Linked DNA regions of Sus scrofa: region 2 is linked to region 1. Evidence: chromatin contacts called from public Hi-C data. All regions are on one chromosome and are shown on one strand. Each heading gives the region's core, a stretch centred on a gene start, on an enhancer-like site or on the middle of the called end of the contact. The rest is flanking DNA. Distances are from core to core; before and after follow the strand shown. Region 1 holds the start of KATNAL1 (katanin p60 ATPase-containing subunit A-like 1). Region 2 overlaps LOC102166871 (a long non-coding RNA gene).

The links. Hi-C and Micro-C count contacts between places; a contact is called where the count stands out from the background.
Region 2: a Hi-C map of omental adipose tissue shows a contact between it and region 1, with 2.2 times the contacts expected there. The contact joins the enhancer-like site here to the promoter of KATNAL1 in region 1. A contact is called at or near these places in 1 of 5 promoter capture datasets (liver), 11 of 47 Hi-C or Micro-C datasets (embryonic fibroblasts, epiblast stem cells, fetal skeletal muscle and 4 more) and 2 of 2 datasets of contacts at active chromatin or transcription factors (alveolar macrophages and skeletal muscle).

What each region holds. Positions count from the first base shown.
Region 1 is chr11:7,061,724-7,065,953 of Sscrofa11.1, reverse strand. It overlaps KATNAL1 (katanin p60 ATPase-containing subunit A-like 1), which reads left to right and starts at 1,783. Exons shown (of 13, transcript XM_021065541.1): 1 at 1,783-1,929.
Region 2 is chr11:7,143,446-7,147,675 of Sscrofa11.1, reverse strand. It overlaps LOC102166871 (a long non-coding RNA gene), which reads right to left. Exons shown (of 2, transcript XR_306105.3): 2 at 3,105-3,342. Among named protein-coding and RNA genes, the nearest start is that of HMGB1, 54 kb to the left of the region's middle. Within about 2 kb of position 2,520, at least 13 of the 83 cell types and tissues checked have an H3K27ac peak or open chromatin away from gene starts, as enhancers often do. A contact at or near this core is called in omental adipose tissue, where this site is marked.

The DNA.
Region 1 (4,230 bases), core at 534-3,033:
TCAGGAGACAAAAAAGAGTTGCAGGAGGTGAGACGTGAGGGAGTCTAAGTGTTCAGAGAAAACAAGAACTCAGAGCCAGAAGTGACCCTGAGGTTGTACATACACCCCCAGGGAACAGGCAGTCTTGGAGAGAGCATGGGCCTTCCACAGGCAGTAGAAAAGGGACTTCAGTCAATTTCAACAGAGTCTGTGTGGACAGGGTGACCCCGACTGAAGGCTGGATGACACACACAGCAGCTTGCTATTTTCAATCATAATTTCTCCAGAGACAGTTACTACCAAAAACGACAGGTCAGAAACCCCTCCTTCCTCCTCCTTTCCCTTAAACCTCTAGCGTCCGTTCCCTGCTCTGCATATCCTGAAGACTGAACTGTGGTCGCTATTAGAGTCTACAACTCTAATAATGGTAACTAGTATTTCACTGTTTTTTGGAGGGTAAATTTACCTACGGTGAAATGTACCAATCTTAATTGTAGCATTTCCTGAGTTTTGACAAACGCAGACACCCCTGTACAGCCCAATCCCTAAGCAAGGTACAGGGCTTTTCCATCACCACGGAAAAATTCCCTCTTCAGCCAAACCCCACCCTCAGCTCCGGCCTCCCACCTTCTGGCTCGTCTCACCGATGGGTTAAAGAACTAATATTTAAAAGTTACTGTTAAATGCCAGGCTTTGTTCTGGAAAGCTTCATCAGTATCAGTGCTTTTCTTTCTCACAAGCACTGTGAACTAGATTATTATCTCCACGTTGCAGATTAAAACGCTGAGCATCACTGCCCCCAGGTCTCAGCTACCAAGTGTAGTGGCAGGTAGGGGACTAAGAAGTGGGTTTTAGAAACCCCTGCTCTTAACCTCAGTTCAGACTATGGTGCATCTCCGCGATGGGTCATGGCCAGTCCACAAACGATTAAAGAAATATTATAGCTCAAAATTCAACTGAAGTCTCAGCCCCCCCCCCCCCGAATAATGCGTTGTATTTTACTAAATGGTTCATTTCTATCCTACTCAGAAAATGGCAGAAAGGGGGTGTGAAAAACTGCAAATTCGGTTTTACTGGTGAAACACTCCAAAAGAGGTGGCTTGGGTTCAAACAAGCCATAGGGCCTGGCCAGTGGGGGATGCCCAGAGGAGGATGGGCGGCGGGGGAGGGCCTGGACCAGCGACCTTTAAAGAGCCGGGCGCTGCTCCTTCCTCTGACGCCACAAGCATCCTCTCAGAATAGAGCAGGCATCGACGCGCGGGCGGAGGGGACGGACACGCGCCCTGCCACGGGGATTGGACGCTGCGGCGCAGGGCTCATCGGCGGTAAGAGAGCGCAATTCGTCACCGTCCTCCTCAATGTCACGCTCTCCCTCCGCTCCCAGACGCACCCTCGCGCCTCCCTGCCCCCGCACCCGGGCGGGTTCCCAGGCTCCTCCCTGGAGCTGACTCCAAGCCCCCGATTTCCTCCCCCGCCCCGCCGTGCGGACCACAGCTGCCATGGCAACCGTACGCCGCCGCCGCCACCGCCTCTCCACGCACGTCGCGAACTAACGGACTCCGCGGCGGCTGCGGCCTGTGCCCCACCCCCACCCCACCTGCCCCGCAGCAAAACGGTCGGCCGACCTGCGGCACCTAGGTAATGAATCTGAGGGAGACGGGCGCCAGCAAGCCAGCCCGTGGTGAGGTCCCCGGGTTGAAAGTCCCTCCCCGGCCCCCGCCTCAGCAGACCCGGGGGCAGTGCGCGGCGGGACAGGCAGTGCGTGCCGGCGGGAGGGGGAGCGCCGCGGGGCGCGGAGCACTATGGGGATTGTAGTTCGGCGGCTCCTCAGGCTTGTGGCCTGGTGGGGCGGCCTGGATGGGCGGCCTACAGAGCCCGGCGGCCCCGACGACTGAGAAAGACCGATAAAGTTTGAGCGGAGCCGGAGAGGGACCAGTCTCTCTCTTTGTGGTGAGGGGGCTTGTGGGGGGTCGCGGAACGGCGTTCTGAGCGCTGGGAAGGGGAAGCGGAGGCGAGACCTGGCCTTTTCGCCCTCCTTTCGGCCCGCCCCGACTGCAGCGTTGGCCCCACCCCGGCCGGGCCGCCGCCCCGAGTAGCCTCGGGGAAGAGCGGCCGCCCGGCTGCTGCAGGGCCTCGGGCCTTCGGCACCTCTCATCCTCCCAGGTTGCTGCCTCGCGGTGCAGAACCGTAGGTATGGCACACTTTTGCTGGGAGACCTGGAAAACTGTTTTAACAGGCTTTTCTCCTTTTCCTGATACGTTTATTTCTAGGTATTTGATCAGTTTCACTCTGAAGCAGTTCAGAGGTGTTTGCATTAATTAAACCCTCTGATTAATAATTACTCAAAGGGCAGTAATATTTAAAGGTTAAATGTAGAAGTGGATGAAAGGTACAGTGCTGATAGATAGTAGTGTCTGATATTTTTACCGTGTTGCATTTTGCATTTTATTTATTGAGTCAAGATTACAAAATGAGAACCCCTTCCACCCCCCCCAGCTTAAACACTGCCAGCACACATTTTGATTCCATCTTAAAGGTTACATTAAATTACTAGTGTTTTTCAAAGTGTAGACTTTTTATTTTTTTTCTTTTTAAGCAGTAGTGATAAATATTTTCTTTGACTAGCCCAGTGTTCTCAGGAGAATAAAAAACACCTTTTTCTTTCTTCCTCCCTCCCCCTTCCTTCCTTTTTCTTTTCTTTCCTTTTTTCTAATGCTCTGGAATACACCTTGGCTCCTAAAGTTTGCTCAGGCCGTGATAGTAAGGAAAATTAACTCTGAAACAGATTTAGAAAACCTGCCTTGTCTACCTTTTAAAATTTTTCAATAGGTAGATAAGCATCCTAGAAATTTGGTATTTTTGCAATAGTATGTTGGGAAATAGCTGATGTGGGCTTATTTTATGTGTGTGATTTAGACAAGAAAACATAAGGCCACTATAAAATTCCTTTTCTCTTGATTAAATGAAGCTGGTCTCTATAAACTTAAAGTAGCGATTTTGTATGAGGAGATTAAAAAGTAGGTTTAATAAGGTCACTAGAAAAAAAATCAGCGCTTTGTGTTATACAGTATAGGGGTTTGAAGTATTTTATTTATTCATTTAAAATTTAAGGACCTGTTGTGTGCCAGGTATTGTGCCAGATTGTGGAATAAAGAGATGCTAGAAGATAATCTGTGCCCTGCATGGGCAAACGGCCATGTCACATCATCAGTGTGATAGAGCTCGTGTAAGTTGCTATACCCCCCAGAGTGTGAACACATAGTAATGTCATGGTAATATGTATTGAGTACTTACTCTGTGGGAGGCACTCTGCCACATGTTTTGGATGTAGCCCCTTATTTAATCCTTAATCCTTGCGAAGTAGCTGTTATTTAGAGATGAGGAAACAGCCTTAGAGACCTTGCCCAAAGTCATCAGTGTGAACCTGGGGTTTCAACCCAGGTGAGTCTAATTCATCTAAATCATAATCTCAACCACTGATGCCATTCTCTGTACCCTTTGGTCCTTGCCTCAGGAGATTAGCAGAAGTCTTCAGAATGATGTGACATTTGACCTGTGCTAAGAAAGTTGATTAATCTTGTGCTGGAGAGAGGCTGAGAAAAGTCTCTCTAGGCAAATGGCATCACAGAAGCAAAAGCTGAGATTTGAATGCTTTGTTTCTAGGGAACCCTGGGTCACTCTGATTACTGAACCCCAAAATACTTGCAGTGTAGTAGGGAGAGACCAGACCTCAGAGTACTTATTGCCATGATAAAAGAGTTTAGAATTTTTCTTCAACATGGGGCTATCATTGAAGAGTTTCCAGAGGAGTCGTGACATTATTGGGTTTGTAGCTGAGAAAGATAGCTCTGGCTCTAGTTTGGGGAATGGATCCAGAGGAGGAGAAATTAGAGTGGTTGGTGGGAAAACCAGTTTTAGGAAGAAAAAAAAAAAAGTCCAGTAGGGAGATGAAATGAGTCTAAGGTAAACCATTGGAGTTATAGAAGAGACGGGTTGTAGGAATATTTAAGAGATAAAATTGATAGGACTTAATAAGAGTTTGGATCTTGGGGGCTAGAAAGATTTGGAATCCTAAGATGAATGAATCCTAGTTTCCTGGCCAGGGTGATAGATGGGATAGTGAGCTCATTGATTGAGATGAGCAGGAGCAGGTTTTTATTGGGGTGATAGATAAAGATAAATCCTTTCACTTTTGAATATTTGTTCAAGGTTCCTGTGGGATATTCAGGGAAGGATGCTTTTGGATCTGGA
Region 2 (4,230 bases), core at 1,271-3,770, 81 kb before region 1:
TCCCTGGCCTTGCTCAGTGGGTTAAGGCTCAGCGTTGCCTTGAGCTGTGGTGTAGGTCAAAGACGCAGTTTGAATCCTGTGTTGCTGTGGCTGTGATGTAGGGTGGTAGCTGCAGCTCCCATTCGACCCCTAGACTGGGAACCTCCATATGCTGCAGGTGGAGCCATAAAGAGCAAAAAAGAAAGAAAAAAAAGACACAAATGAACTTATCTATGAAACAGGAACAGACTACAGACATAGAGAACAGACCTGTGGTTGCCAAAGGAGAGGGGGTGGGGAGTTTGGAATTAGGAGATGCAAACTAGTACATATACGATGGATAAACAAGGTCCTACTTTATGGCACAGGGAACTAGATTCAACATCCTGTGATAAACCACATTGGAAAAGAATACGGAAAAGTATATATATATAACTGAATCATTTTTCTATAAATCAGAAATTAACATTGTAAGTCAATAGAATTAAAAATGTATATATAGAAGGCCTAGGATGAGCTGAGCCAGAAATGTCCCAAATCCATGTCTGAAGATGCTAACCCATCCCATAGGCATTGCTGCTCTGCTGCTTTCTTCCAAATTCTGCACCCTCTCCATCTTTCAATGCTAGTATCAGAAGGGCCCCTGAGTAGGTGCTAATGTCCTTGGCAGTGTTAAACTTGGCCATGGTTGCAGGAAGAAAATAGCTCAAGAAGGCTGTAGTAGTCTCTTATGTTGAAGAAGTGATGCTCTTTCTCATCTTGGGATTGGGAGTAGGGTTAGACCAGCTTTGCGGGGTGTTCCATCTGCAGGTTCTCCTGTAGCTACTGCCTCTGTGCCCCAACAATGCCCTCTGCCTGATTTCTGAAGGGCTGTGAGAATGCTATTGTGCTAGTGGCTGCATAGGACGTGGTCATAAGGGGGAGACTTTTCCCATGGGGGCAGCTCTGCATGCAGGTAAAGGAGATGGCCTCTGTCACCTGAAATGCTGCCTGCTGCCTGCTGAAAACTCCCCTCACTGCTCACGGCACTGAAATTTCACCGTCAAACCCATTTCTGACTTTCATTTAAGCTTGCCATCTTCCCTTCCCTTTGATAGGGTATACAGTTCCTTTCCCTTTGATAGGGTATACAGTTGCCTCTCAGTGTCTGTGGAGGATTGGTTCCAGGACCCTGAGAAGGCCATAATCTGCAGATGCCTGAGTCCCCGACATAAAATGGTGCAGTATTTGCATATAACTTACACACATCCTTCTGTATACATTAAATCATCTGTAGATTACTTATAATACCCAATATAATGTCAGCAGTTGTAAATGCTATATAAATAGTTGCTGGTGTGCTGCAAATTCAACTTTTGCTTACTGGAACTTTCTGGAATTTTTTTTGGTGTGTGAATATTTTGAATCTGTGGTTGGTTGTATCTGAGGATGTGGAACCTGTAGGTACAGAGGGCTGACTATACAGTTCTAGGGGAAAGAGTGTTCGCTAAGTTTCCATCCGAATCCAATCAAGACTTCATTAAGAATGTAATAGCTCAGGAGTTGCCGTCGTGGCGCAGTGGTTGACGAATCCGACTAGGAACCATGAGGTTGCGGGTTTGGTCCCTGCCCTTGCTCGGTGGGTTAACGATCCGGCGTTGCCTTGAGCTGTGGTGTAGGTTGTAGACGCGGCTTGGATCCCACGTTGCTGTGGCTCTGGCGTAGGCTGGTGGCTACAGCTCCGATTGGACCCCTAGCCTGGGAACCTCCATATGCCGCGGGAGCGACCCCCAAAAATAGCAAAAAAGACAAAAAAAAAAAAAAAAAAAAGAATGTAATAGCTCAGCCTTTCCCTCTGTTTCCCCCTCCCGTTCCCTGGCCAGTTCGCATTCAGAATGTCAGAAGTTCTGCCAGTTGCAGAACACACCTTTGCTCTCTGATCCACATCAGGTCTGACAAGGTAGGGAGGCCTCTGCCCATCTCCCACGAAGAATACCAGCTGCGCTGACACCTTGTCCTTGGGGAGGCTACCTGAGGCTGTACCTCGCTCCCCCTGGGGCTTGGACAGCCTGGCCTCTCGGGGACTTCCTGCCAGAGCTGCGCAGGTGTCCTGTGAAGGAGGGCTGTGGGGAAGCAGGGAGGCGAGCTGCTGGTGCTTGGCTGGTTCTCCGTGCAGTGCTTTGATCACAGCTCGTGGGGTGACCACGCCCGAGAAGCTCTGCTGTCTTTTCAGTCCCGCCGCCAGCAGCAGTGAGACGTCTACACAAAGGCTCTTGACTGCAGAGGATCAGAAACCTGAGTGAAGACTCCTCAATGCAGACTTAGATGGTGTCTAAGAAACAGGGTCACATCAGCCTATGGGCAAAGCTGTAACTCTTGTTTCCAAAGCATCAGCCCTTAATGGCTAGTGGAGAAGGGCTCCTGGCCGTGGGAGCAGTGGCAGTTCTGCGGAAGGAGGTTTCACAAGCCCTGTCCCCACCGCAGTCTCCTGGCTGGACCAGCCTCCTGGGCTTGGCCTCTTGGAGATAACGCCCCCTTTCTCAAGCCAAACTCCAGGCAGCAGGATCTGTCTCCCTGACTCACTCCTGTCCCTCAGCACCTGGAATAGCACCAGGCAGAGGAGTTACCCCTCAGCGTTTGTGGAATGAACGAATCCACAGCTGAAACACGGCCTGGGCTGTAGAAGAGTTCTCCTCTTGTTCCAAAACAGGTGCTGGTGGGAAAGTGACTGCTGGGGCTCATCTTTGCAGTTGCATTTAGGGGAGGCCTTGGGCTGGAGATAACCAGAGTCATTGTTCCTCCCCACTTTTCCCTGTAATTGAGTCATCACTGAGGACCCGCTACCCTTAGAGACAAGAGGAAGCCAAATGTTGCAGGGCTTCTTCAGAATAGGGGTGTTGGGGGAGGACTGTATGAAAAAGGGCATAGGAAGGCTGGCACCGTCTGGGTGGGGGAGGGGCCCTTTGGAGGCCAGCATGCAAGTGTTTGCCCGCGCACCACCCATCCGTAGCCTAACCTGCACAGGGGGACAGGCTTTTCCCACCTAGAAAGAGACTAATCTTGCTCTTTCCTTTGCAGGATGTGCTGAATCAAAATTTAATTGCTAAGGTTCTAGAAATCTTCAGGAAAAAAACACGAACATGTCATTTAAATTTTAAATTCTCAAATGTCATTTTTAGTTTCCATTTTTTATAAGTGGAGAAGAGCCGATTCCGAAGGCTTCCAGGGAGGGAGAAAGGGAAATAGTCCCGGATCTTTAGTTGAGAACAGGCCTGGGTCTTCTCTTTCCTGCTTTGTGTGCTGCCGGGTCCTCCCACTTCGGCCCAGCAAGAGGGCTCGGAGAAGCTGGGTGTCTGCTTTCCCTAGGCTCATCGTGCATTTTTCCTAGGGGAAAATGGACTCTCACTCTGGAAAGCATAAAACCGTGTTTGTTCAGTGTTCCTTAGACAAGGCTCCCTGCGCCGGGCGGAGCGAACCCAGCGCAGCCGCGCGTTGTGTAACCCGCCTGGGAATCACGTTGCGCTGATGAGCTCCCCAGGCTTTTCATGCAATAATAAGCTTGATCTTTTTATTCAACTACAAGGAACAGCCACAGCCGGCTCCAGGTCACGTGTCCCGGTCACGTGGTGCTGAGACACAGAAACCGCCTGGCAATCATTAACAACTGCTTACTGCCGGGGAGCAAAATGCAGGTTTTAAAGACAAGAACGCTATTTTTATAAACAACCAGGACGGCAGTAGAAGGTATACGGGGCGGGGGGGGCGCGTCTTCCTCTGGCTCAGTGCTTTCCAAGGAAAGGAAAGGAGCCAGCAAACACTCCCTGGTTTTGCTCTGCTTCAAGGACTTGACAAACCGGCCCAGCGCAGCCCCCTTCTCCGGCGGAGCGGCGGCTGCTGCGGCGGGGCCTCGGGCAGCGGGAGGCGCAGGCGGCCTGGGTGCCGGCCGGCGCTTGGGAGGAGGAGGACAGCGTTTTGCAAGGAGCACAGAGCCGGTTTTCTCTTCCCAAGCAGATCCGCGCTTCTGGGGGATGGAGCTGGGGAGGGGCGAGGGGCGGGGAAAGGCCCGGGAAACGTGGGCGCTTCTGGATTTTCATTAAAAGGAAAACCAGCGTCCAGAATGCGGCTCCTTTAAATCTTCCTGTGGCGAGAACTGAAACTGCAAGGACTCTGCCCACCTGAATGTTTCCTTGTTCAGTCGTTTGAATTTAGAAAGAAGTTCTTTCACTTTCTGGGACTTGTATAGTGTTACTTTGTGCTTTCAGAAACTGTGAT